Linked DNA regions of Mus musculus: regions 2, 3, 4, 5, 6 and 7 are each linked to region 1. A link is a contact called in public HiChIP or PLAC-seq, Micro-C and promoter capture Hi-C data. All regions are on one chromosome and are shown on one strand. Each heading gives the region's core, a stretch centred on a gene start, on an enhancer-like site or on the middle of the called end of the contact. The rest is flanking DNA. Distances are from core to core; before and after follow the strand shown. Region 1 holds the start of Gclm (glutamate-cysteine ligase, modifier subunit). Region 2 holds the start of Tlcd4 (TLC domain containing 4). Region 3 holds the start of Alg14 (asparagine-linked glycosylation 14). Region 4 holds the start of Cnn3 (calponin 3, acidic). Region 5 has its middle 5.0 kb from the start of Gm40135. Region 6 holds the start of Fabp2 (fatty acid binding protein 2, intestinal). Region 7 holds the start of F3 (coagulation factor III).

Evidence for each region. Promoter capture Hi-C pulls out the DNA fragments that hold promoters and counts their contacts. Hi-C and Micro-C count contacts between places; a contact is called where the count stands out from the background. HiChIP or PLAC-seq counts read pairs in DNA pulled down with a chosen protein or histone mark. Capture Hi-C pulls out chosen DNA fragments and counts their contacts.
Region 2: a Micro-C map of the G1E-ER4 cell line shows a contact between it and region 1. The contact joins the promoter of Tlcd4 here to the promoter of Gclm in region 1. A contact is called at or near these places in 1 of 39 promoter capture datasets (hippocampal neurons) and 1 of 484 Hi-C or Micro-C datasets (the G1E-ER4 cell line).
Region 3: a contact with region 1 is called in a promoter capture Hi-C map of adipose tissue, with 2.6 times the contacts expected there. The contact joins the promoter of Alg14 here to the promoter of Gclm in region 1. A contact is called at or near these places in 2 of 39 promoter capture datasets (erythroid cells and pre-B cells), 1 of 484 Hi-C or Micro-C datasets (embryonic stem cells) and 2 of 9 other capture datasets (adipose tissue and liver).
Region 4: a contact with region 1 is called in a Micro-C map of embryonic stem cells, with 7 times the contacts expected there. The contact joins the promoter of Cnn3 here to the promoter of Gclm in region 1. A contact is called at or near these places in 5 of 484 Hi-C or Micro-C datasets (B cells, CD4 T cells and embryonic stem cells) and 1 of 9 other capture datasets (adipose tissue).
Region 5: an H3K27ac HiChIP or PLAC-seq map of embryonic stem cells shows a contact between it and region 1, with 6 times the contacts expected there. The contact joins the enhancer-like site here to the promoter of Gclm in region 1. A contact is called at or near these places in 1 of 39 promoter capture datasets (HPC-7-derived erythroid cells), 1 of 484 Hi-C or Micro-C datasets (neutrophils) and 5 of 115 datasets of contacts at active chromatin or transcription factors (embryonic stem cells, epiblast stem cells and stem cell-derived neural progenitor cells).
Region 6: a contact with region 1 is called in a promoter capture Hi-C map of hippocampal neurons, with 4 times the contacts expected there. The contact joins the promoter of Fabp2 here to the promoter of Gclm in region 1. A contact is called at or near these places in 2 of 39 promoter capture datasets (hippocampal neurons and liver), 3 of 115 datasets of contacts at active chromatin or transcription factors (the 230-238 cell line, embryonic stem cells and stem cell-derived neural progenitor cells) and 1 of 9 other capture datasets (embryonic stem cells).
Region 7: an H3K27ac HiChIP or PLAC-seq map of embryonic stem cells shows a contact between it and region 1, with 2.6 times the contacts expected there. The contact joins the promoter of F3 here to the promoter of Gclm in region 1. A contact is called at or near these places in 3 of 115 datasets of contacts at active chromatin or transcription factors (embryonic stem cells and pancreatic cancer cells).

The regions. Positions count from the first base shown.
Region 1 is chr3:122,244,133-122,247,183 of GRCm38.p6, forward strand. It overlaps Gclm (glutamate-cysteine ligase, modifier subunit), which reads left to right and starts at 1,425. Exons shown (of 7, transcript NM_008129.4): 1 at 1,425-1,979. The coding sequence starts at 1,854. It overlaps Gm46822 (a long non-coding RNA gene), which reads right to left and starts at 240. Exons shown (of 6, transcript XR_001783970.1): 1 at 1-240.
Region 2 is chr3:121,261,539-121,264,589 of GRCm38.p6, forward strand. It overlaps Tlcd4 (TLC domain containing 4), which reads right to left and starts at 1,629. Exons shown (of 8, transcript NM_001355678.2): 1 at 1,162-1,629.
Region 3 is chr3:121,290,161-121,293,211 of GRCm38.p6, forward strand. Alg14 (asparagine-linked glycosylation 14) reads left to right here and starts at 1,580. Exons shown (of 4, transcript NM_024178.3): 1 at 1,580-1,823. The coding sequence starts at 1,688.
Region 4 is chr3:121,425,067-121,428,117 of GRCm38.p6, forward strand. Cnn3 (calponin 3, acidic) reads left to right here and starts at 1,475. Exons shown (of 7, transcript NM_028044.2): 1 at 1,475-1,762. The coding sequence starts at 1,706.
Region 5 is chr3:121,538,692-121,541,742 of GRCm38.p6, forward strand. No RefSeq gene overlaps it. Among named protein-coding and RNA genes, the nearest start is that of Gm40135, 5.0 kb to the right of the region's middle. Within about 2 kb of position 1,485, at least 59 of the 459 cell types and tissues checked have an H3K27ac peak or open chromatin away from gene starts, as enhancers often do. A contact at or near this core is called in embryonic stem cells, where this site is marked.
Region 6 is chr3:122,893,663-122,896,713 of GRCm38.p6, forward strand. It overlaps Fabp2 (fatty acid binding protein 2, intestinal), which reads left to right and starts at 1,410. Exons shown (of 4, transcript NM_007980.3): 1 at 1,410-1,817. The coding sequence starts at 1,751. All of the region lies in intron 3 of 4933405D12Rik (RIKEN cDNA 4933405D12 gene), which reads right to left.
Region 7 is chr3:121,722,059-121,725,109 of GRCm38.p6, forward strand. It overlaps F3 (coagulation factor III), which reads left to right and starts at 1,479. Exons shown (of 6, transcript NM_010171.3): 1 at 1,479-1,744; 2 at 2,919-3,024. The coding sequence starts at 1,657.

The DNA.
Region 1 (3,051 bases), core at 175-2,674:
TAGGGATGCCCACTGTCAGAACGCATGTGTAAGCCTTCGACCCCAGCACCATAAATAGTAGTTCTCACTTACTGAACATTTATTATAAGCCAAGTACTGAACTAAGGACTCACCATACCTTCTCTTAGTAACTCATCACAACTACCTACCCAACGGCAGATCTGATGTCCTGTGGCCTCCAGGGGCCCTGAACGGTGCCCATAAACTCATGGAAGAAAACACACATACACACAAATAAACAATATTTTTGTATGTTTGTTTTGAGACAGAGTCTCTCTACCTAGCTCTGGCTGTCCTGGGACTCTCTATGTAGACCAGGCTGGCCATGAATTCACAGATTCACCTGCCTCTGCCTCCCAAGTGCTGGGATTAAAGGCGTGTGCCACCACCACCCGGCGACCACTAAGTTTTAACCAAATATTTACATGGACTTTTAAGAGAATATAATCAAAAGTCTAACAATGACCATAAAAAATTCATCAGAAGAATCAATTGTTTATATTTAAGTAAGGCCATGTGAGGGGCTGCTCCTGGGAAACCTCTTCTCCATGGATTCTTGCTCATTGGATGTGCACAAAGATGTACCCAACACCAGCCTCACTTTTTCTGGAACGATCTTCCAGCCTTTCCTATTTCTTAGTAGTTTACCAACTCAGATTCATGTTTCTTTTGAAAAGATTTTGCCGCCTTATAATGAAAATCTCACCTGGCTCTAACATACCTGACTGGTTTGTTAAAAAGTTTGTTTCCTGGGTAAAACTTTAATAAACGGTCAGTTTGCTATTATACCCAGCCATCTCCAGTGGGAATGGGGAAGAATCACGAACAACTTGTAAAAGTGTGAATCATAAAACGTTCTCTGTTACCATCTGTTCCTTATGCTTAACTGACCTGGAAACTAACTGCCCCGTGGTATTTTTATTGTTTAATGTTTCATGGGCTGAGGCCTTTCTCTCGAAGGATTAGGCTTCTGAAAGGGGAAAATTAAAGTTGTACTCTCTGGTTTCATACAGCACCAGCAAATAGGTAAATCAACACGCTGGAAGAAGAATGATCAGTTTGGGGGAAAGACTCTTGGGCAAAGCAAAGCAAAAGGAAAAAATAAAAATAAATTTAAAAAACAGAGCGGGGCGCGGGCAATGAGACACTCGCGCCATCGCATCAGCTCCTTAGACACAGAAGCAGGCACGCTCTCAAGGCCTGGGAGGATGGACCTCCGGCGGTCCTCTCGAAGAGGGCGTGTCCAGGGCCGCAGCGCGGGCGGCCATTGGCTGAGCGGCGCTCCCGGGCGCACCGTCAACTCTCACGAGGCGCTGGCGGCGTAGGCCGCGCGCCGCGCTCTGGCCGGCAGGGGGCGCACGTCCGCGCGCTGTTCTCCCCCGCGGCGCCGCCCGCTCCCGGCCGCCCGGCGCCACGCCCGCCGCAGGCCGAGGGCCAGTCACCCGCGGGCCTGCGCCCCGCCCCTGGCCCGCCGCGGGACGAGTAACGGTTACGAAGCACTTTCTCGGGTGAGGTTTCTGCTTAGTCATTGTCTTCCAGGAAACAGCTCCCTCGTTTCAGCGGCGGCGGCGGTGGCGGCCGCAGAAGCCGCAGCGACCGTCCGCGCCGGCGCCTCCCTCCCTTCCTTCCCTCCCTCCGGGACCGCCTCTCCGTCGCCGCCCGGCCTCCTCGGGCCCGAGCGCACACCGGGCTGTGGCCGCGCGGAGTCGGCAGCCTCGCGCTCTCCTCTGGGGCCTGGGGCACCGCCGCGCCCTGCGAGGCAGCCGTCTGCCCACTCGCCCGCCCGCCTGCCCGCCCGCTCGCCATCTCTCCGCGGCTCCGGCGCTACCCGGTCCCCTCCGGCGGCAGCTGCCATGGGCACCGACAGCCGCGCGGCCGGGGCGCTCCTGGCGCGGGCCAGCACCCTGCACCTGCAGACCGGGAACCTGCTCAACTGGGGCCGCCTGCGAAAAAAGTGCCCGTCCACGCACAGCGAGGAGGTGAGCACGGTGGGGGCCGAGGGTCTCCTCGAAGTGGGGACAAGCAGGGCTCTCCGGAGCTCGACCCGCTTCGGAGGTACCGAAGTGAGCTGGGTACTATCCCGGCTTGGCAGGTGCCACTGCGGGGCGAGGGGCGCCTCCGCCGGTCGGAGTTGATCGCACAACTCTTGAGGGCCACCGGGTCCCCTGTCTGGCTGGACAGAGCCACTGCAGCCCCGCGTCTTCATCTTCCGTCCCTCTCCCTTAGCCAAGGTAAAGGAAAGATAAAGGTTTAGTGTTTGGTAGATGGACTAACAATAGGTTTAACTTTGATATTGTTGACATTGCTTTCTCTATTGTACTGAATTTGGATTTGGGACAAATAACTTACTGGATGTTAACATTGTATTTGCTTCAAAACCATTAAAGAGGGGCAGGTGGTACACGCCTTTAATCCCGGCCCCTAGGGAGGCAATAGCAGTAGGATCTCTGAGTTCGAGGTCAGCCTGGTTTGTATATTGAACTCCAGGACAGCTAGGGCTACCCAGTGTCAGCCCCAACCCCCACGCCCCCAAAAAACCTAATGTGTAGTTGGAAGTGACAGATTAATCTAGAATTAAAATGTGTTATATTTGTGTTAATGGCCCATTCCTGAGCCAGTGGTTCTCCATGGACCGTGCAACTCATTGCAGAGGCGTATTGATAATATGGAACATGTATACTACTTAAAACAACAAAACAAGACAGATGTGCAATTATGTGTGGGGAGTAATAAGCTGGGTATGGTGGTGGGCTCTTCTAATACGCAGCCTCAGTGGGCTAAGGCAATAGAATGTAGAATTCGAGGCCAGCCTGGGCTACCATGTGATGAGGTCCTGGCTCAAAAAATAAATAAGATAAATGGAAACATTTTAAAAAAGAAACAGTTACACCTAGGAGCTATTTGACTTTGAGACTGTTTTCCCGGCTATAACTTTAACCTTGAGTAATATTCTCTCATCAAGTAGTTGTGGTAAGGAAAAGATGGGGTATGAAAATACTCTGCACACAACATGCTTGTTATCAACTGGATCATCAGAAAGGTAAACAAATC
Region 2 (3,051 bases), core at 379-2,878, 980 kb before region 1:
TAAATTCTCTGGATCATCACATGGCACAGGGGAGGGGAGCCTCCACAACTAGTCTCAAGTTTTTCTGACATCACCGGTACACACATCTTATTTCGTTTCATCCATACAACTTAAGGAAAATAGAAACAAAGAGAAAAGATCTTTAACCTGATGGAACATGGGCAGTGGGATTCCTGAATATATTGACTTAAGAAACTACTTATAAACGTTAATTTCACCTTAAAACATCCCCATCCTAGATCCATTTTTAATTTTTCAATTATCTGACTATGTAAAGGTTTTACTAAATAAAATTACAGACATGAGTATTAAACACATTAATTCCCACCATCCACACAAACTCTCCCACATTGCCTCCAAACTGGTATCTGAGTTAATTTAAACATCAAAGATTACTTTTTAATATTTTGCAGTTTTACATACACATGTACAGTGGCTCGAAAATGCTTACAAATAAAAACAAAAACACAGGCCAGCAAGTGTCCGTTAAATGAACTTAACTTAAAACCACTTTCACAGAGGCTGCCCTACCATCTTGGAAAGGTGGGAAAATAAGATAGTGGCATTAGAGGCCCCATTTCCTACCAAGGTAAACGAAGGCACTTAGTTTAACCAACTTGCCAGGAGGTTACAGAGGCTGGAAAGAGAAACCAATTCTCCCTCCACTAGACTTAAGCACTCAGGTGGCTAAAAATGGGACCCACTTGAGAGTCGTGGGGGGTAAAAATAGGCTACTTTTTTTAGAAAAGGAGGATGGGGATGCCACTTGATGCTCCCGACCCTGAGCCGGTCTCTCGCAAGAAAGCGTCCCCCGCAGGCCCAGAGGTTGCACCCACCCGCTTTGGGCTCAGACCCCTTGATTGCCTCTAGCCAAGCAGGAAAGCCGGGGGACCGAACCAAGCAGCCTGGGAGAACCGAGTGGACCCCGGGCCAGCGCCGGGGGCCGCGGGCCCGGGACATCATCTGCTCCGAGCTAAGCGGCGCGGGGCCGACAGCAGGAAGGATGCTGCGCCGCCGCACACCTGCGAGAGCCTCCCGCGCGCTCCCACCCGCCTCGGGCGCCCGAGCTCGGCCGCGCTAGGCCGGTGCGACGCGGCGCAGTGCCCGAGGCTGCGCTGGGCGAGGCCGCCCTCCTCCCGGATCCCGTCCAAACGGCGTCACCTGTGCCGGGTCCCGGGACGACTCCCGCGGGCGGCGGCTACGCGGGGCCGGGAGAGCGCAGCGGGGCTCACAGGCGCCTGGTCATCCAGCCTGGCCCGAAGGCTGCGCCGGCCGGAGCCACGCGCGAGATGCTCGCGGAAAGCCGGGGGAGCCCGGAGGAGCTGTCGCCGAGGCTCGCGCCGCCGCTGCCGCCGCGCCCGCCCGGACTGCGGGCTCGGGTTACCGCAGAGCGGCTCCTTAAAGGGGCCGCGGCCGCTCGGACTGGGCTGGCGCTCGCCGCGGCTCCGACCCCAGGCCAGAGTGGGCGGGGCCCGGAGGCCGCGCGTGGGGCCCACCTCCCGGCGCTGGGACTTGGATCGCGGCGGGAGCTCGAAGCCGCGAGCTTAGGCGGTGGGCTGCGAAGGAACCCTGAGAGCTCACACCTCTGCCCGGGTGCAGTGTGCGGTGCGCGGGCTTTCCCAGCAAGTCACAGACCTCACGAGTGGGGAGAAGAAGTATGTGAGTCCGCCCCCGCGTTGGTCAGCGCCCCGGCTCGCCACGTAACCCAAACCCCTTTTCAATGGGGAATTCTGTCTTATATGCCCAAACGCTGTGCAAAAGATCCGCATGGTTTGCTTTGTCGAGGAGATGAAATGGCAACTGATGCTTTTTTTTTTCTTTCTGCCACGTCTGCCACGGCCAAAGTCCAGCCCCGCCCCGTTCTGGTTTGAGGCTGCAGGTGCGTGCCAAGCCGGCTAGGAGGCACGTGTGTAGAAGAGGCGTCATGTCCCAGAGCAGCCTCTTCCCAAACCCCCGGAGAACACCCTTGAAGGACCGCAAGCTATCCAAGTATAGCTCCTGCCTAGCATGTCCAAGGCCCTGGATTCGATTTCCACGTAACAAAAACGGGTACATTAGCAATCCATCTATATCCGGGACCCCTCTGCGGTCAGGATGTTTAAATGGGACTGGACTGTTTTTTTTTTGTTTGTTTGTTTGTTTTTGTTTTGTTTTAGGACTGGCTGAGTATCCCAAACTGCCAAGTCTATAAACTCTGCTTTCCGACCTGCTGTATCAACCAGATCCAATTAACTGGAATAAAACTAAATAATGCAGAGGTACACACAAGCTGTATGATTTGCCAAAAAAAAAAAAGCAGTCACAAGTCCTATTTTTGGAACTAGATGAATTCTACATAAATCGAATAACCTGGAAATTTCAACATTAATGACATAGGGCAGTTGTTTGTGAGAAATACCTACCAAATAAAGCTTACATATTTGACCTAATAATATGCATACACACAGGGAAGCATCTGCTGCCAATTTAGGCCAGAAAATGTACACATAATCTCACACCACATCTGTATTTAAATTCATCTTGGAAAGCAATAGAACCGAAATCCTATTTATTAGAACCTGGAGTCCATTTTTTAGCCGAGCTGTCTCCAGCTGACTGAGCTAACTAAGCTCAATGAAGCTCACGTCTTCATCTATAGAAATGGAACAATTCAATTATTTCTGAAAGCTCCCCGGTCTAGGCGGAACCACAGAGAAAACCTCTATGAGCTACACGGTCAGAAAACCAGCCAGGAAGACCATGCAGATCGTTCCCTGTGTTCTACCCAAGCGTCTCGGCATTCCAGGGCCACAGCGCTGTGGCCACACCTGTTTCATCACAGATATTTCCCAACCTGCATAGCCCCTGACTGTTTTTGCTTTGCCCCATAGCTGCTTCATGTACTCATGTGCTCCTCTCATAACTGTGTGGGCATGTGATGGTTATAGGCAGATATCTATAGGGTCAGTTCAGCTAAGACGAATTTCACAGTGCTATCTCAGGACTGTCATCTGCAGGCACTTATCCTAGCTCCTCATTGTTGGTCAGTTGCTCTGTTCTCTCCTGATAATG
Region 3 (3,051 bases), core at 330-2,829, 950 kb before region 1:
TGTGTGTGTGAGGAGGTCAGAGGTCAACATTGTCTTTCTCAATTGCTTCTCTGCCTTATTTTCGTTTTCAATGATTTGTTGTTGTTGTTTCTATGTGTGTATGTGTTTTGCCTGGATTATCTCTGGGCACCATGTGTGTGCCTGCAGAGGTTGGGAGGAAGGCATCTGATCCCCTAGAACCAGAGTGGCAGAAAGTTGTGAGCCACCATGTGGGTTCTCGGCCTGGAACCTGGGACCTCTGGAAAAGCAACCAGTGCTCTTAACCTTTGTGCTGTCTCCCCGCCCCCACCCCCACCCCCCCAGCCCTTGAGCCACAAATGATATCTGTCTAAAAGTCTGGCATTCTTATTGATTTTCATCACATAAATAACCTCAGGCAAATTAACTTTTGTGTAATCTATTTCCCTATTGTAATTCAAAGAGTAACATTTACATAGAACCTGACTGTAAAGAATGAGGTTAAGAAGGAGTGATGAAAGAGCCCACAGGCACCGTGCTATAATATCAACAAGATAGAGATACAGTCAGGAAATCTCCCAAGCAGTTTGCTGACTCGGGAACCAACACACCTAGCTTTATAAGGAGATCTCAGGGCGCCTTCCTGGAACTTCTGACTCAGTATCGCTCCCAAAAGCATTCTAGGCTCCAGGTAAATGTGATCGTCAATCCAAACTGAATTTAACAACGGACCATATGGTGTAGCATTCTTAGGCAGCAGGAGTTAGGATTTCTGGTTTCTAATTCTAGACATGACATTATTGCATTTAGGCCAATTTGTAGCACCTTTCTCGACCTGTCTGCATGCCTGACCTATTCAATCTGTAACCCCATAAGGGTCTGAAGGAATGTTTGTTGTCAAGAGGTTTTATTTTGCTGTAATTTAGGCTAAGTTCACAAACGCACGCACAACTGGGATTAGAGTGGGCAGTGGAAGTCTATCATTTCAGAGGACCGCGGGAGGAATAAGCCAGAAATGCTTTGTGATAAACTTAACTGCAGGGCTATGTCTTCCTCCCTTGCTACCTGAAGCCAAGGGGTTTCCAATCCTCCCAGGAATATGACATAGCTTGAAGTGATCCGGATTCTGGTTATAGTTTGAGATCTGTGAAACTGTCTAGAAAACATAAATGTCAGGAAAGGGCGGATTTGAATGTTTTCCCCCTAAGAGTATGCCTCTGACTGGCAAAAATTTTCTAGTTCGGTTTGTCTTGGAACCCGTAAGGAAGAAAGGAAGTAGTGATGTATGCCAGGAGCCTCAGGCAAAACCTGGCAGGACAGGAGCAGCTACTAACCCGGGGCTTCGTGGTCCTTCTACCATACATGTAGTTTGACCTCGCCACTGGCAGAAATCAAACTTCTCCAGCACTTAACTTTCCAACTACACAACTGCAGCACAAACTCGGGTAACAAAACCATTACTGTTCCTTGTAGCGCTTCCTGGGCAAACTGCCCTTAGCCCCACCCATCACGGACAAACCCGGCTCACTGAGACGCAAGAGACGCGTCGTTCTGCGTTTTCCAATCAGAGCCACACTTCTGAACTTTGACCGCCCAACTTGGCAAGCTCCGCCCAGTGCAGACCATCCCCGCCCACAGAGAGGCGCTTTGCTCCCTGTTTGCTCTTAAGCGCGGTGCTTGCAAACTTTAACCGCTGGCGCCAGGTCTACACGCATGCGCCATCCTTTGAATGCTGAGCATTCTGATTCTAGCTGCTACAGCCGCAGGGCTAGTGATCTTGCTATTCCAGCGACTATGGACCGTGCTTGGGCCCCATCACGTCACTCCCCGAGAGTCTCTCAGACTCTTGATCGTGGCTGGATCCGGTAAGTATCCGGGCGGAGGCCGACGGTCTTGAGTTAGGCACTACAAACCCCAGAATGCATCGCGACTCTCTTCGCCCTTCTTAGCGCCTTTAGGAGCGCTGCATGCTGAGATTTGTAGTTTCTTTGCGTTCCCGGAACCGGCCACCCCAGGCAGGAAAAAATGCTGGTTAGCTGACGCCACCCAGCCGCCTGTCATTAAGACAGGTCATTTACACTTGTCTGTAATTAAGCCTCTCTGTAGTGTACTGCTTTCTAACAAATAATTAGCGACGGAGTACGCCGAAGCCTTTTGATGCTGACATATTGTTGCCCTCTTTGCTGCTGTGCGTTATTAATTCTAGGTCTTTGTACTTAGTTTAAGAAATGTGAACATTACATGGTAAACGAAGTAGAGTTGTCGCACTTATGAATGCGCAAAGTCCCTGAGGATAAAAACGTGGACACTCCATACGACGATACCTCCAGAGTGACAGGATATGAGTAATAAACTGTCCAGTCAGCTCTGAACATTTTAAAACTTAAAATTTTAGATGAACAGTTTTGACGAGTGTATAGTTAAACACGACTCAACTTTAAACAACCAAGGTGATACCCAAACCTATATCAATGCTGTCTGGAATACATATGTTATAACCTATTGCTCCAGGGACAGTAAAACAAAACCATTGCCTAACAGAAAATGATGCAGTCAAGACACACAGTAAATTCGAGGTGTTTAAGGCAGCCTCTGCAGGAGACCATACAGTTTTACAGTAGCTTTAAAAAAAATACACACTAATAAAAATACACAAACTAGTAATGTAGTTGTGTATTATTGTTATCAAATGTTATGAACTGTATATAGTAGTATATATTGTACTTTTTTTAAAGACTTGTTTATTATATGTAAGTACACTGTAGTTGTCTTCAGACACACCAGAAGAGGACGTCAGATCTCGTTACGGATGGTTGTGAGCCACCATGTGGTTGCTGGGATTTGAACTCAGGACCTTTGGAAGAGCAGTCAGTGCTCTTAACCGCTGAGCCATCTCACCAGCCCCTATATTGTACTTTTTTATATTGCAGGCAGCACAGTGAATTTGTTCATAGATTACCTTGGGCTACTGTGTTATGGTTGCTGTGTCACTAGACAATAAGGAATTTTCTGTTCCTTTTTAATGTCATGTGACCAATATCCTGTCATTGACTAAAACATCATTATGTGATGAGTGACTACACACACACTAAT
Region 4 (3,051 bases), core at 225-2,724, 820 kb before region 1:
ATTGGAAGTTACTTCACGTTTCTGCCCATTTGACTCGTTACTGCTCTATCACATTGCACCTTATAGCGTTGATGAAAAATTCTTTCAGCTGACAGAAATTCTGTGCCTTTTTCTTTTCTCTGTAGCTTAGGCAGACCTCTGGTTCTATCCCAACACAGCAATCCTCTTTGTGCTGGGATAGAGTGCTTGAGACACTATGCCACACTCCCTTATTTCTATCCCAGAAAGGTTCAACTTGGGCTATTTGGGCTTCTCTTTTCCATGCAAGTGGCTGACCCTGGTCCTGTAGTCTCTTCTGGAATGTCAGCTGTATTTGGGAAACATAAACCAACATACTGACACCCAGAGGACTAAAACCTGTCCTAGATGTGCCCCAAGACACCAAGGCAAGCGGTGACACTCTGGAGGCAGTGATAGCTGTCATTATTAGGAATCTCTGAGTTGCAGCCTTCAAGCCACTAAAACGGATCTGAAGTCTACCGAGTAAGTTTTGGGAAAGTGAATGAGCTAATCTTTCAAAGACATATAGCCCAGTGTAGTGCCAGGAACACAGGCAGGGGACAGCGTGCTCTCTGTTCTCACCTTTCCTCTATCAGTTTGCCTTTGAGATCAGAAGAAAGGAAAGGGGACGGAAAAGAATACAGAGTGCTGATTCAAAGAGATTAAAAAACAAACCAAAGCAGGTAGACTTCTCAGTCAAGGCAGTCCTCTAATTAAAAACAAATAAACTACCTAGCCTTTTGGGCTGGCTGAACCCCCGGTGAAGGTGCTTGCCAAGGGCAACTGGTGGGACTCCAGAAAAGGACCCAAAAAGCTGTACCCCCTCCCCCCAAAACCTGGCTGTGCCACAACACTTTCCCAATTTCTTTCGCTCTGCATTCAAAGTTTAGACAGGATGAGCAGGACTTTGGCAAAGAGCGTTGACCGAGGCAGAGGTCAGCCCCACAGGTGCGGCAGCTGCGTGGGGAGGGAGACTTGGCAGATGTCCACGCAGGCCTCCCCCCCCCGCCCCCGGCCTGGCACGTGGATTCGAAGGCTGCTCCCCGGGTTTCCAGCGCAACATCTGGGCGCGCTGTAGCCCGGGAGGAGACGGATGGAGTGGCCGGTCAGCGGCGGGCCAGCTCGGGGAGCTTCCTGTCCCCCTCCACCGTCGGAGCGCCACAGATGCCTGGGAGTTGATGAGAACCAAGGCGGCTGAGAAGCCCCTAGGCGCCGGGGCGGGGCGGTCGCAGCCCGCTGACCAGCGGGGAGGAGGGGCGCCGAGGTCCTAGGTGGCGTGAGGGCGGGGCCGGGGGCTGGGACCCCGCGGGAGGGAGCGCCGCGCCCGCCGCGCTGCCATTGGCCGGGAAGCCTTGGAGCAGGCGAGGGGGGAGGAGGCGGCGCTCATTGGTCGGGCTCGCCGGCCAATCCCTGGAGGCCCGGGGGTGGGTGGGGGGAGACCAGGCTGGGGGCAGAGCGTGCGGAGCCGCGGAGCGGGCAGCGAGCAGGGCAGCCGGTCCCAGTCCAGAGCGACCCGGAGCCTCCGCGGGACTCGAGTCCTAGCGAACCTCGAAGCATCATCCGCGTCCGTCTGCGGCGTTCGGGCTTCTCCGGCGCCGCGCAGGGGAGCGAGCTCGTGCATCACCCGCGCGGCCGCCGCTGGGGCTAAGAGCAGGGACACCGAGGGTGACTGACCGCTAGAACTCTTCCAGTCGTCCAAACAGCCATGACCCACTTCAACAAGGGCCCTTCCTACGGGCTCTCCGCCGAAGTTAAGAACAAGGTACGCGCGCGGGCGGGCTGGGGGTTTGCCGCGGCGGTGGGGGCGCTGGGAGCCGCCGCGGAGAGACGTCGAGGCTGCGGGAGAGAGAGATGCTCCTCGGCTCGCGGAGCCTGGCTCGCACGCGTTGGTGCTGGCTTTGTTCCCGCGCCGCGGCCCCGGCGGGCGGTGGGGGTTCCCGGACGCCTGGAGTCCCGCAGCGCCGCAGGGCCCGCTCCAAGGCTGTAGGGTGCGCCCCTCCGGGAAGGGGGCGCTCCTGAGTGGCCTGTGGCCCTTAGGCGGGGCCCTGCCTTACGGCTGGGTCTCCGGGAGTTGCCGCCCCCGCCATCCGCCTGGGCTGGGGCTGCCGCGGGACCCTGCGTCTCCTCCCATTCCATCCTGGCCCCCTCCTCCCACAAGCGAAGTTGGGCGGTTACGTGGCCAACCCGGGCCCCTCATTGTTCCTTTCCTCCTCCTCCTCCATGGGAGAGTGTCCCGCCGACCCCTGGGACCCGCGGGCGGAAAGGGAGCCCGTCGGTGGTGCCTTGATGCAATCGCCGCTGGTGCGGGAAGCCCAGACAAAGCCTGAACGCGCAGCCTGCGAGCCGGATCAGCTGTAGATGAGAGACTTAGAAATGCAATCCTGAGAAGTTTGCAGCGCGTTGAATTGTCACGATATCTCGGCAGGGTCGCTTTTGTTCGAGGTTTATTTGCTGTGGCGGGTTGCAATTTTGGAGTGATTGGAATCTGGCTGCGTTGCTTTGCTGTGTACTCATCTCAAGAATGCACCAGGGTTTATCTTTCAGACTTTTGGCCTGGAAAAGAGATGAGAGGCGCCCCCCTCCCCAAATCCTCTCTTTCCTTCCTCCCTGCCTGCATTCCAAGTCCATGACATCAGGGGTTTCGGGGAGTGGGGGTGACCAGCCAATCGGCGTGGAACTGCGCACAGACCGCTCATTGTCTCCCTTTTGCTGTTCCGGCCAAAGCGCCACAAAGGAGGGCTGCTGTGGTTTAATTCCCATTAACTTCCCGGGAGCCGAAGCATGTCAGGATTGTCACCAAGCTGTCCCACCTCCGGTAGAATAGTTTGGCATCATCAGGGCTACGAACACCCCTGGAGTTGCGGGTGGCTGGGGTGTGAAGGGAATTTCATAGAAGTAATGAAGCGTACCGTTGTTAGACCCAAGCGAGAGTGGTTTATTCTTTCCTGATGTATCTAGCGCACCCCTTTGTAGTTCATCTAGAAGATTCTAAACAGTCTTTGAAGCTAGGGACTAAATTTTATTCTGTGTTCAAAAATTGTAATCTTTGGG
Region 5 (3,051 bases), core at 235-2,734, 710 kb before region 1:
TACTGTGGTTGCTGGGATTTGAACTCGGGACCTTTGGAAGAGTAGTCAGTGCTCTTAACCGCTGAGCCACCTCACCAGCCCCAAGTTTAGAATTCTTATTATAGTTATGTATGGCAGACTACATTACTTATTAGTAGAAAGTCCCCACACACAATCACTTAGAATAAAAGCCAAGTCACTCCCATATACAGGAATTTACAATGGTTTAGGAATTAGATCAAGCTGTGGTTTTAAAGTATTGCATTATTCATGAGAAGGTTAGCTAGAACGGAACTCCCTAATTAGAGCCATGACTTGGGCATGAAAGCCCTTGCCCTGGGAGTGTAAAGACCTCACACCTGGCTTCCTAGAATATAGCTGACCTTAGATAGAGCTGACCTTGTCTCAGTTGTTTTATTGCCCAGTTCCTGCCAGTCTTTGTGTTTGCATTCCTGTTTTGTGTGATAGTCATTAAGCATCCAGTAATCTCATTGTACCTTGCCGATGTGTCACCGAACTTCCCTATTTTCTACTGTATAAAAAGTTTGATGCTCAATTTGACATTACATTCAGATCCAACACACTCTCTCGTGTCATGTCTGTTTGTCACCCCATTCTCGCCGACTCTATGTCCACCTGCCGGAACCCCTGACTCCCCACGAATTGAGGGGGGCCGATTGAGCCCGGTCCGTGGAAGGTCTTTAAACTAATTGGTTTACAGCACCTGGTTAAACCATAAGGAGGGAGCGTACATCAAAACCGGAGCACCTTGACCTAGGAAAGACTTAGGTTTTCTTAGCCCACTCTGTTGTTATCAGCTAGCAGCAGCTACTATGTCTATTTTGTTACTTCCAGGGACATTTTGTGATTTTTCTCAGACCTCAAGGGCAGGGGCCATGCCCTTGCCTAAGGGCAAGTTAACTTAGAACGGAGTCTACAGTGCAAATGGACTTTCTTCATAAAAGCCTGTTGCTATACATTTAAAAAAGATCAAGATATTGAAGTATCCGCTAAATATAAACGGCACAGAATCAGAAGAGTTTTTCTGCCTTAGTATTGTGTACAAAGATGTTAGAATAAGAGCTCATCCACCTTCAGCCTTTTCCGGGTGAGTGAGTTCTAATTTTTACTGCTTTCATCTGTTTGCTTTCAGCTCATCTTGGCTATTGTAATGGCCCTTGTCAGAGGCTTTGGTGGGCGCCTCTGAACTGATGTCAGACCGTGGACTGCAAGTCTAGACAGGGAAGAGTAGGAAGCACTAGAGTGCAGGTCATGACCCCACAGATAAAACACTAGATTGGCAGCAGCTGGCCCAGCCAGTCTCCCTGAGGCCGGCTGGGCAGGGGTGGGGGTAGGGGGAGTGGGGGATGGGGGTGATGTGATTGAGAACGGGTCAGGAGCTCCTGGAATCCTGAGCCCAGACACCTGATTTCACTCCCTCAAGTCCCACCCTGCTCTGTGGACTTTCACCCAGTTCTTTCTCCAAATACTTACAATTTAATCCAGAAGATGGAGCCAGAAGACTTCAAGCAGAGCTCATGGGCCTCAGACTCTAAGTAATTATTTACAAGACAAAGTGAGCGGCTGGTGAACTCTACCCAATCGGTTGATTAATGAGAGCTGAGCCACGATTTCTCTTCTACACTAGATATACAAGGCATCTTGTGTTCTGTTTGATTGTCTTGTTTTTGTTTTTCCTCTGGGACAACGGGATCTAAAGAGAAACCCAGGAGGAAGCGCAAAGGACAGAGAGAGAGAGAGAGAGAGAGAGAGAGAGAGAGAGAGAGAGAGAGAGAGAGAAAACAGAGGTAATCACAGAAGTCATGGGGAGAGAGGCCCCGCTGAGCCCTGAAAGATGAGCCTGCTTTAAGATACAGTTAATCAGCTCCAAACTGAATCTCATGGAGCATTTTGTAGGGTGGAAGCCTTGGAAAACAGCATCTTAAACTGTCTCTTACGTGTGTGTTTAGGCAAAACCTCATTGTCTTCTTTCTCATTTTAGTGCTGGGGTCTGAACCCACGGCTTTATGCACCCTAATCATTTGTTCTGCTGCTGGGCTCAACTTGTTGTATAAATAATCAAACTTGAAAGGGAATATTATGTTAGCAAATGTATTAGAGCGATAGTGAGGACAAGATACAGTCCTGGGGAGCAAATTCAGAGGCCTCATGATACTGTACATCGGGCTGGAGAGATGACTCAGCAGTTAAGAGCACTGATTGCTCTTCTGAAGGTCCTGACTTCAAATCCCAGCAACCACATGGTGGCTCACTCTGTAATGAGATCTGACGCCCTCTTCTAGGGTGTCTGAAGACAGCTACAGTGTACTTCCATCTAATAAATAAATAAATCTTTAAATAGAAAAGATACTGTACATCACACAGGCAAGAGTTCAGATTGTGGGGCTGGAGAGGTGGCTCAACGGTTAAGAGCACTGATTGCTCTTCTGAAGGTCCTGAGTTCAAATCCCAGAAACCACGTGGTGGCTCACAACCACCCGTAATGTGATATGATGCCCTCTTCTGGTGCGTCTGAAGTCAGCTACAGTGTACTTGTGTATAATAATAAAATCTTTGGGCTTGGAGCGAGCAGGGCTGACCGGAGTAAAATTTAATTTCCAAAAACCACATGAAGGCTCACAACCATCTGTACAGTTACAGTGTACACACATACATAATTTAAATAAATAAATCTTAAAAGAGCACTGACTGCTCTTCCAGGGGTCCCGAGTTCAATTCCCAGCAACTACATGGTGGCTCACAACCATCTGAAATGGGATCTGATGCCCCCTTCAGGTGTGTCTGAAGACGGCTACAATGTACTCATATACATTAAATAAATGAACCTTTAAGAGAGAGAGAGAGAGAGTATGGAGTTGTTGAGGAGGCAGGAGTAGATCTAGGAGGGAAATGCCAAGATACATTGTATGAAATTCTCAAAAAACTAATACAAATATTATTTTTAAAAGCTACATTAATTTGGGATGCCAGCTTCACTGGAGATAAGTAATTAGAAAAATGGAATCTGATGTACTTATCTGATGTACTAAATGGACTCATCAGGTTGTATTA
Region 6 (3,051 bases), core at 160-2,659, 650 kb after region 1:
GGGGCAAGTTTGATCTTCTCAGTCAGGAATTTTATTTCTTTCTTCTTCTTTTCTTCTTCTTCTTCTTCTTCTTCTTCTTCTTCTTCTTCTTCTTCTTCTTCTTCTTCTTCTTCTTCTTCTTCTTCTTCTTCTTCCTCCTCCTCCTCCTCCTTCCTCTTCCTTCCTCTTTCTCCTCTTCCTCCTCCTTCCTCTTCCTCCTCCTCTTCCTCTTCCTTCTCTCCTTTCTCTCCTTCTCTTCTTGTTTCTTCCTTCACATGACTACTTACCAAACGCAACCAAAAACAACCAACCATCTGCAGCTGGCAAAATCACACCCCTGCTAGAGCACGAAGCAAATCATGGACAGCTGATTCTGACAGTCCGAAGCAGCCCTATACACCACACCAGGGATCAAAATAAAAACACATCCCCATAGTGTTCCTGTGTTTTTAAAAGAAACCAAAACTCCAGAATTCTCACTATACACCCACATTTCTACCTCTTGAGGTTTTGCTTAGTGATCTATAACCCTTCAAGACAAAACCAAACAAACAAAAAACCTCATGATTCCCAGGGCATCAGACAAGTATGCCAGGAACCAGGGATATTTCTACAAACCTCTGATAACCCCAAATACAATGCAAAAGGGTATATTAGAAAACATAACTTCAACTAACAAACATTGTTTGGAGTGTGTTGCTCGAGGTTGGCATGAGAGGAGGGAGGGAGGGAAACTGGATTTGATTATGCCTGTATTGAAATGTCATGCGGAATTCCTTAATTTACATAATTTACTCACATTAATCAAGAATAAAACATTAAAAAATAAAGAGCTGGCTGATATGTAAACATTGAGAACACATTCAGTGAAAAGATTCAAACATAAAAAGACCACCTACTATGCAATTATATTTGTATGAAATGTCTATAGAGGTAGAAAGCAGCTGAGAACCTAATGGTCTAAAATAGAAAATGAACACCCACTGCTAGAAATGTATGCAGTTTCTTTTAGGAATAATAACACTGTTTCAGAATATGATGACAGTGATGTTTGGGCAAATAGCTAATATATTAAATTTAAGATTAATTTTATTTCAATAAACTAATCTTAGGGAAAAGATTATTCCTAATTAAAATAAAAATACATTTTTAGCTCCAACAATCACTCAAACTTTAACTTTGAAGTTGCATTTGTGTTTAGTTTTGTAAGGCTCCTGTGAAAGGCTTGGGGTATAAGTCTCATGTCTCCGAAGTTTGATATATGTTACAAATTATATTACCTGCTACATAGTGTGCACTTTGAACTTGTAAATAGAAAACTACCTTGAGAGTTTCTTGTTGTTGTTGTTTGTTTGTTTGGATTGGTTTATTGCCTAATTCATTTTTGTTGTTTGCTTTTTGGCTGGAGTGGAACTCCCTTTTAGACCAACCTTAGAACTGGCTGCCTCTGCCTCCGGAGAGCAGCGATTAAAAGTGTCAGCCATCATTACCTGGCCCTAATTCTTGAAATAAAAATGCCCACATGCTGTAGTTGAAGGCAGAGTAGGAATGATTATCAGATTTTAATTCAGTTGAATCCCAGCAGTAGATTCAAAGAAAGCATGGGAAGAGAAACCAAAGGGGCCTGGCATGTGAGGCGGTTAGGTTATCTCCTGAACTTCGAACTTCCACATCACAGTATGAATTGGTTCGAAGATAAGAAATAGAATAAATTCTCTCTAGTGGACAGGACTGGACCTCTGCTTTCCTAGAGACACACACAGCTGAGATCATGGCATTCGACGGCACGTGGAAAGTAGACCGGAACGAGAACTATGAAAAGTTCATGGAGAAAATGGGTAAGCACTGGCTTCCTGTCTGTTTGTTTTCTCCTGTCTGTGTAGTTACTGAATGACCTGTGATGTGGCAAAGCTCTAGCTGACCGATTGTTCAGAGCCAGGAAATCCATACTTGCACCTCCTGCTTTAGGAAGAATATCTTGTCTCCCTCGGGCAAGCCCTGCTCTCTGAAACACACCAAAGAAAGAGACACCTATGATTTCTTCCCTTGCCTGGTAATTGCACATGCGTAATTAAAAACTGACATGTTTGCGTTCATTTAAAAAAGAATATTATAGTGAGTTATAATTTCCAGAGTTTAAAAAAAAAACCCACGGGATTATAGGGGATTAAAAAAGCAAGGATCTTTTAATAAAGTAAGAAAATAATTTTTTCAAAACCCAGCTTAAATAAATTATATGTAATTCTTTCCTCTAACTTATCTAACGTTAGGAATAACCATAAAATGCTGTACATTCTTCACAGAGGTGTAATTTAACTCTACTATAAATGTCTACTAGTATGGTAGCTTACACTACAAACTAGGCAAAAATGTTTCATTACTTGAAATAAAGCCTGAATAAATTATCTTTTACTTTAGGGATCCTGAATTGAAGTTTATAAAATTTCATATTATAATGAATTAATCATATAATTTCCGAATAATTTTTCTGGCTTAGGCCAATGAGGAATGCCACAAAGAGTCAATATAATTATAAGGCAAGCAAACCATGGTGGTGTACACTGGAGATCTTAACAGTCTTGAGAGTGAAAAGACTATAGGCTAACCTGTGCTATGCAGCAAGTTTGGGGCCTGCCTGGGTTACATATCAAGAGCCAGTTTCAAACAACAACAACAAAACAAATAAATGCAATTTTAGTGTTGGAAATTAATAAATACCCAGACCTGAGGTTGTGTTTCTTTAATGTATGAATATACCTTTTAATTCTTCATTTGACATTGCTGAAATTGGGCTGATCATTGAAGCAAAAGGTTTGTTGATCTTGTTTTTGTTATCCAGGGCTAAGGTGCTATACTTTGTAGCTTCGTTTACATTTTCTTACTTTGGAAAAGCAGCTTGAACCTTCTCTGGGTCTGCCAGAGCTTCCCCTTTTTTCTCTAGAAGCATTTTTGGTGGTGTTGAGCATCACGACACTATTTGCTCTTTCTTCCACACCCACAAAATAAAGATGAGCAAGGCAAAACAGAACTTGGAAAGAGAAACCCTTTCGGTGACACTCTGATTTCATGCCC
Region 7 (3,051 bases), core at 229-2,728, 520 kb before region 1:
CTTCCTTTGCTCAGTTGGGAGTAAAAGAAAGTGCGGTCAAGAGGGAAAGTCCCTGGAGTAGAGGACCAGATAGAGCTACATTGTGTACTTAGGCCAGTGAGCACACGGACCAGCTGACCTCAAGATTGGTATTGTAGAAGGCTATCTAAGAGGTTCTGCCCTGTCCATTCTCAGACATAAGCAGGAAGCCTAATCAAAAGCTACTGTGAGTGGGACGACAGCTTAGTTACTCTTTACACTTCTCAGAGCCTACAAGGTGGACCCAAGTTTGACTTTACTCAAGGAAAGTAAAAAAGGAAGGAAGAAAGGAAGGAAGGAAGGAAGGAAGGAAGGAAGGAAGGAAGATTGTACAAAGCATCCAAAGACACAGATATTTACATTACAGTTCATAACCGTAGCAAAATTACAGTTATGAAGTAGCAATAAAAATAATTTTATGGTTGGGATCACTACAATATGAGGAGCTGTGTTAAAGGGTCGCAGAATTAGGGAAATTGGAAAAGAAGGGATAAACTGGACAGTCAACCAGGAGTGACAAGAAATCGTTTGATACACTGTCGAGCAAATGCTACCAGTAGGATAAGTGATCGTCTAAGGCTTCAACAACGTCACGGCAAAGCCTAGAACAGGAGGCCAGGAAATAAATGAAGAAAACCCAAAGCTTGCAAGTGACACCTGGCTGCCACTAGGCTCAGTGACAGAGGTGGGCTCCTGGGTCCATTCCCAGCATCCAGGAAGGGAAAACACAAATTGGAACGTCCGAATGTTTATTTTTCAGTTTCATTTTTTGTTTTTCTGCGCTTTGGAGGAATTCACTCAAACCCACTGCGGGCTTCCTCAACGTGAGAATCATCCTTCCTGGAACCCCCGTGGCTACAGAAGTCACGCTCAAATTCTCTCAGGCTTCATGTTGCAGTTCCTCGGTCACCTCGGGAACGGGAGTGGGGTGCCAAGTGGCCTTTAGACCTAATCCAGGGCCCTTGTCCATGGCAGACACGTGCATTTACTGCACCGCCCTGTGCAGCGGACCAAAGGGACTGACAGAATGATCTGCTAGCCACTGCGTGTTCAGGCAGGGCTTTGGAACTGCCCTCTGCTACCAGGAGTGGTCCAGGGGCTTTGATACATCCTCTGCTAGGGCCTCAGCGTACATCGAAAGCAGAGGAAAAGTAAGACTCCCTTGACTTTCAACTTAAGTCCCTTCAATGACACTCCTTTCTCCCCAGCCAGCCACCCAGGCTGGTCATCCAGGGATCAGCCCGGGAGCCTGGGTCTCCGCAGTACCTGGATCCGCCTGCGCCGAAGGGGCAGCTCGGTGCTCCGCGGCGCTGTTGAATCACGGTTGAGTCACCCCTTTCGGGGTCTCGGAGTTTCCTACAGGAGGGGAGTGGGCGGGGCAGGGGTGTGGACTGATCGGGAGCCGCCCACCGCGAAAGCGAGTGACCCGGGCCGGGGGGCGGGGAGTCGCGAGCTTCGGCGGAGGCGGCGCGGGGTGGAGAGGAGCCGGTGTCCGCGCGGCCCTTTATAACGCACCCCGCGCCGACCCCGGCAGCCTGGGTACAGCCGGTACCCATCACTCGCTCCCTCCGATCGCTCCTGTAGCGTAGCCAACGCGCCGCCGCTGAAGCCCCGAGACCTCGCCTCCAGCCCTTGGACATGGCGATCCTCGTGCGCCCGCGCCTCCTAGCGGCTCTCGCGCCCACGTTTCTCGGCTGCCTCCTCCTCCAGGTGACCGCGGGTGCAGGTGAGTGGCATTGGTCCTGAGAAGCCGGGGGCGCTCCGCCCGCGGGAAACAGAGAACCTATCTGGCTAGCTGGGGGGGGAGGGGGGGTGCTGCTCTGGTTCCTTGGGGACACCAAGGTGTCCGGCTGTACCTGTGGATTTGGCTGCGCTCGCCCTGAGGATTTGAATGAACAATGGGATGGAAGGTAGTTGGTGCCCGGACTCCTGGCAGTTGTCACTGCTAAAGATGCCTGCTTTGTGCGTCCACCGCGGTTGCATAAGATAAAACTGAGATTCCAGCTTTAACTCTGAGGGAGAGTTTCCTAGATGTTGGGCCCTTGAAGGTGGCAGGCTCGTGGGCCCGCCTTTGCCAAAGTCGGCGTGCTTTGCGCTTTGCGTGGCTTGCATGTTATCTCTGACAAGGTGTGCGCCTTCCCGTAATAAATAGGTGTTCTTGTGGCCTTTGGTTTCGGTCTGATAGAAGCAAGGCTGTTGTAAACTCAGGCAAGACAGAGTGCATACCCACATCTACCCAGTGCTGAGTTGAGGCAGAGGCTGAAACCAGGGGGCTTGCAAAACGAGACGTTGATGACAGCACTTTAATGGAATAGCATCCCACCATGTGACAGGTGCCACGTGGGCTGCACGTCTGACGAGCTCTCCTTGAGAATTTCAGTGTAAAGATATTTTAGATTACAATGGGAAAAGTCCGGTTAGACTCTTTTTTTTTTTTTTCGTTTATGTGCATTCCTGACTCTCACGTGTGTGGGGGACTAGCCCTGTTTGGAATTTATTCAAACCCTTCCTTGCGGCCTCTCCGACGGCTTCGGAAGAGTCCGGGACTCTCTGGCACCTTGGGCCCTCCTTCTGTGTCGTTTTAAAGTGGGCTTTCCCTGGAATAGTTTAAAGGAGGACTTCAGGATCTTCAGCTCTTTCCACGGATTGCAGTATGGGTGTTGCCTAGAGGACTATATGGCCCTGAGGGCGGGGATGGGGCGTGGGGGGAAGGACACGTACACACACACACACACACACACACACACACCCTCTGCTCTTGACAAGTTAGCAACGTTATTTTTGTGACTGGCAACAAAACATGTGCTCCCTTTGATGGCAGAGGCTGGGAAAGTGTTTAAGACACAAGGTCGAGACCACAGAACTGGGTGCAATTCGAGATATTTTGTGCTTATTTGTAGGCATTCCAGAGAAAGCGTTTAATTTAACTTGGATATCAACTGATTTCAAGACAATTTTGGAGTGGCAACCCAAACCCACCAACTATACCTACACTGTACAGATAAGGTAAGCCAGGTTAAAACCAAAGCAAGA